Regions from separate parts of the Zea mays genome. Here region 2 is linked to region 1. The links are chromatin contacts, called in public Hi-C maps. All regions are on one chromosome and are shown on one strand. The core of a region is the stretch at or near the end of the contact, and the rest is flanking DNA. Distances in the headings are between cores, read along the strand shown.

Region 1 (2,700 bases), core at 69-2,568:
CGCCCCCGCCGGCCGGCGGCGGCACAGCCATGGGCTTCATCATCATCTTGGGGTCGCCGTAGACGTCGTCGTCCAGGCCGTCGTCGTCGTAGTCGTCCTCGTCGTCGTCGAAGCCGTCGTCGAAGTCATCGTCGAACTCGCTGCCGTAGTCGTCGAAGTTGTCCTCGGGGAGGGCAAACTTGACGGACTTGGGGTCCTTCATCGGCGCAGCCGCGGGGAACGCCGGCATATTGCCGCCCAACAGGTGCGGCGGAAGCTTCAGCCCCTTCATCTGCAGCTGCTGCTGCAGCTGCTGGAGCTGCTGCGGCGTCGGCTGCGGCATCACCATCTTAGGATTGCCCACGCCACCGCCTCCGCCACCGCCACCGCCAGGGCCCTTGTGACCGCCGCCACCCGCACCGCCCTTCTGGGCCTTGCCGCCGCCGGCATCCTTGGAATGGCCCTTGCCACCTCCGGAGTCCTTGGAATGGGCCTTGCCGCCGCCAGCCTCCTTGGAATGGGCCTTGCCGCCGCCATGGTAGGCGTTCTGAGGGATGCCGGGCTTGGAACCCCACAGCTGAGCCGGCTTGCCGGCCTTGTTGAGCTTCCTGATGATGGTGTCCGGATCCAGCAAACCGGACACCGTCACCTTGCCCTGTTCCGCGTCGATGCTGCTCTGGTAGACACCTACAGGTTAAATTTCATCACGTCTCCGTCAGAAGCAGACGCAGACCAAACGTTGACAGAGAAACAGAAACAAACAGCAAGCAAATCGCTGCCGCAAAAGATGAGTTTTTTTTTCTTGTACCGTCGATCTTGTGGAGGGTCTTCTTGACCTTCTTCTCGCACCCGTCACAGTGTATGTTCACTCTCAGCATCAATGTCTGCAACGAGGAAGGAAAACGTCACGGAAAACAACAGAAACAGAGGGGATTTCATTTCAAGGGACAAGAACAAACATGGCAGGACTGCAGGAGAGGGAACATATGCTGCGAGCACACAAGCAAAGCTGCCTCCCGCCTGCCTTGATTGAAAATGGCAGCAAAAAGAAAAGAAAAAAGAAGCAAGAGAAGATGAACAGTAGAGGAGCTGAGAACAGGCCAGCAAATGCCTCACACACACACACACACCTGCACCTTGAGGACATCCTCCTTGCTCATCCTGGAACTAGAACAGCACCTCTGCTAGCTCAATGCTACACCGAACTACCAAAGGCACAACACAAGAGGTTTCAGATCTGGCGCCCGAGCTCTCAAATCTCAGGAAGCAGTAGGGAAGGGCGGTGTATGAGGCTGCAATAATATCTGGCTTCCCAGGCAAGTGACTGTCCTGTGAGCGAGCCTACTCTGTGCTCAAGATTCAAGAAGGAAGGCTAGCGGAAGGGTGCGAGTGTGCCGCAGAGGGAGAGAGAGCGGTGGTACAGCGGCATGCCATGGGCTCGCAGCCAAAAACTTCATGTGAGGGGGCCACCAAGGCAGGCGCCATGTGACCCTTGTCTCCTCCTCGCTTTCACACAAGCCACGAGCACATCCTGCACAGAGCACACTGCACCGCAAGGGGATACAATTTTTCCAACGCTCCCTCCAGTCCTTTTCCATCAATTCCCTAATTCGCTCCTCCTATGAATACATTAGCTCTAGATTGCCGTGGTATCCGGCTATACAACAAGTCGTAATAACAATGAGCTAAGGTGTCGTTTGGTTCGCAAAATATAACATAAATGATAATGATAACGATTCACATTCGAATACCGGTTGTAACAAATTCGAATAGGATGGTATCCATTTGTAGTATGATATCGATTACGGTTAAACTTAAACAAACATAATTTAAAGTTATCAGTTAATCATTACATTACAATATGGGAACCAAACGCTACCTTGGTACTACTACCATTCTACCAAAAACTTTCCCCAACGCAAGCATCAGTTTAAAGCAAAATTACGACAACACAAGCGGGTCAAGCTAAAAAAAATGGTACTACCATTCGATTTTCTTTTTTTTCGTTTGAGATCGTTCCAAAGAAATGAACTAACAAGGGCTACTATTTCTGTTTGGGGCCTTATTCTTATGAAGGTCCTCGAAATACAAAGATAATGGTTGTTTTCTAGTATATCTAGTATTACCTTCGTCCGTAGTACCTTCGGATGGATAAGTCAGAGGGTAAGAAGCACGCTTCGGAATATTACCGTGAAGGAACAATGGACAAAATGCGAAGCAAAAAAGACAACTTCACCCTTGTTGTGTACTATAACTCAAATATATAGGCTTGAGGGTGTGAATTGTAAATTTTACCAAAGTTGTATCCCGCGACTATAAATAGGTGAGCAGTGCCCTGCATAAATTCACCTTTTTGAAGGGCCTAGGCTTCATCTTGCTTAGCCTTCGAAGTACCTTGGAGCTATATTGTGTCAAAAAGTCGAAGGTATGTTTATAAATTCTTGTAATATGAAGGGAGATGGAAAAAATAATGCTAAGGATCCTGAGATGAATTATATACTTTATTGTTCATCATCATTTTTTAATACAACTTTACTTATATTTCCTTCTAAAGACCCTCGTTCTCAAGCTAACACTTCAACGAAGTGGTAAATTGAGAATGAAGGTTCAGATTTTTTAACTTATGTTGCCTTGTTTTTAATGTCATGTAGCAATTAAAAACAAGATCACAACATTGGCGTCCACCTCCGGTGAACTCATTTCTGCAACCACAACAAGCTT
Region 2 (2,700 bases), core at 101-2,600, 130 kb after region 1:
AAAACTACTGTTTCACCATGGTAGATCGGATCGGTAGTCGAAAAAGATGGTTACTTAAAATGTACTAGCGGAGCCACCACTCACCACCCCACTAGGCAAGCTGCAAGTCGCAACTAACCTCTTGACCCTTTTGGGCTCAGCGACGCCGTCCGCGGCAGCCGGCGACGAGTCCGCCACCCCGTCGTCCGCACCCGCACCCCCCGCGTCCATGAGCTGCGCCCTCTCCCCGGCGCTGCCGGAGACGGAGACGGAGACGGAGACGTCGACGTCGGAGAACATGGACAGGAGCTGGTCGTGGTCGAGGCGGTCGAAGTCGTCGCCGCCGCCGCCGCCGCCGCCAATGACGACGTCGTCGTCAATGGGCACGGCCTCGAGGAACGCGGCCGAGTCGCTCGCGGAGCGGCGGTGCGCGCCGCGCCTGGCCGCGGCGAAGCCCAGGAACTCCCCCGCCGCCGGCGGCCAGTGGTCCTGCGGCGCGGCGCTCGGCGCCCGCGGCGGCAGTTGCGCCATCACCTTTTTCTTCTGAGGTGTGGGGAGTGGAGCTCGCAGCTCGGCCTTCTTGGCACCGCCGCTGGCTGCTCGGCTGACTGGGAACTTGCGGGATGCGAAGCTGGATGGTGGAGTGCTCGACTGCTGCCTTTGCTAGCTGTGTTGGAGATGTATGTATATAGTTATTAGTGTGTGTGTATGTATATGGTTATTGGTTGCAAGAACGCAGTGTAGGTGGAGATGCATAGGTGCACATGCATGGGGGGCCTGGCGGTGGTGGGGCAAATCACAGTGCACTTGCAATGCATTAGTTCGTGATAGAGACTGCATCTGCATCTGCATGCTTTGGTGACAGCCTTTAGAGGCTGTTTGTCTTGCAGCATCACGCATGTGTTTAGGGCTATGCATATCAAGATCCAAGAGATCTGGTAGGTTAGGTGGTTTAGAGCACAGTCCCAACCCTACACGTCATCCAGTTTTTATAGCATTAATTCAGCTGTTGCATAGATATTAAAAGATGATATGGCAAGCAATGATATAGCAAGCAATTAAATGAAGAAAGATTAAGAAACTGGATCTTGCATAAGACTTGGTTTCAACACGAAGATGAGTATTAAAGTCAGTTAAATAATATTGATTTGCATTGGAGAGTTAGTGTCTAACAGTAGTTTCTAGATGATGTGGAGCCTATAAAAACTCTTGGGTTGAGACTGCTCTTAGTAGGAGTACTCTACTACCATGTCTAGGGCAATAATTTCATATTTGTTTCCTAGTAGGCAAAACGAACTGCTCCTAGCTAACCTTTGTACTGGCATTGTTTCATGACTCTTGAGCTAAGATTTGTACTAACGCTGAGATTGACTACTACCATGTGAGCTGTTGGTGCTTTGTTGCATTGCTGTGGATTTGGTGACGATGCATGTAGCTAGCTCCCTAGCCTTATGATTAGTTATCCAAAGGTACAGTAATTAGGTATCTGTGCAAAGTTAGTTAGTTAGGTAGCTAGCTAGGTACCTAGGGAGGGTCCATTTGTTTGTTTTGATTTATTACTGGAGAAAAAGGGTGGCAAGTAGGAGAGGAGCAAGGGTGGATGGAGACGAGGGAGATCACATGATGAGAGGAGGAGGGGGCGGCGAGGCAGCAGACAGCTAGAGACAGCTAAGCGATCGAGAGGCTGTGGCCTGTGGAGTGCATTATACACGGATACACCCACATGATGAGTAGAAATGAAAAATAGGTTGATAGATAGATGGATAGACATGAACCAGTACTAGCAGTAGTACTTGTAAATTTTTTCGCCCACTAGTTAGTTATGGAGCTGCAGCTGGCCCTGGCTTCTGGTTCTGGGTTTCAGACATTACAGTGGTAGACTTGTTGAGCAGCTCGTCAGCTGGGAATGGGGGCAGGGGGCTTGGCAGATGCAGAGCATCTCGACACCACGTGTTGGACGCCGGGACCAGACTACCAGAGACAGATAGGTTGTGGTCACTTGCTCGTCGTCTGCCATGCTACTTGCAGTAGTGCAAATTCGGCATCCATTTAGATTTCAGATCCAGATTCTAGCATGGATATACTACTACTACTAATATAGAAAGAATCCTTTAATAATAATGGTAAAATTGCCTTTAGTACCTGGACAATGCACAATAAATAATTGAAGACACTATTTTTGTTAGTGTCAATCGCACTATCCGTTAAAAGAACTATTTAGTATTGATTAGTGGCTCTAATCAGTATTTAAAATTTTTGAATATATATATAAAGAAATAAGGCTATGGTCTAACAATTTTTCGTGTAAAATAAGTCATGGGTGGTACTGGATTGCCGACGGGACAATCGACTCGTCGTCCACTCTCACTCTGTCTTAGGTGCGAGAAGGAGCACGAGCTCGAGCCTAACCATATGACCTCGGAAGGACAGCTCGAATCATCGTATAGTCGCATACAGCAACTCTAGGTTAGTGCTTTTGTAACTCGTCATTCCTTGAGTTATATACCTTTTCTTTGAGTTATTATAAAATTGGGTTGAAATATTACATGCCCAGCTAGAAGAAGAGAGGAGGGAACAGCAGGAGATGGAGTCGAGGATGATAGCGGAGCGGAAGGCCCACTTGGCAGATCAGCAGAGGATGGCGGAGATGTTTCGTTACATAGAGAGCCTTGGTGCCGCATATGGTTTTGCTCCACTGCCTCCGTTATTCCCTCCAGTTGA

Evidence for each region. Hi-C and Micro-C count contacts between places; a contact is called where the count stands out from the background.
Region 2: a contact with region 1 is called in a Hi-C map of tassel, with 1.7 times the contacts expected there. The contact joins the promoter of LOC103654746 here to the promoter of LOC100193099 in region 1. A contact is called at or near these places in 3 of 25 Hi-C or Micro-C datasets (ear, leaf and tassel).

Annotation. Positions count from the first base shown.
Region 1 is chr4:234,903,778-234,906,477 of Zm-B73-REFERENCE-NAM-5.0, forward strand. It overlaps LOC100193099, which reads right to left and starts at 1,319. Exons shown (of 3, transcript NM_001310330.1): 1 at 1,116-1,319; 2 at 788-863; 3 at 1-666. The coding sequence starts at 1,139.
Region 2 is chr4:235,037,335-235,040,034 of Zm-B73-REFERENCE-NAM-5.0, forward strand. LOC103654746 (basic leucine zipper 19) reads right to left here and starts at 1,351. Exons shown (of 4, transcript XM_008681571.4): 1 at 119-1,351. The coding sequence starts at 510.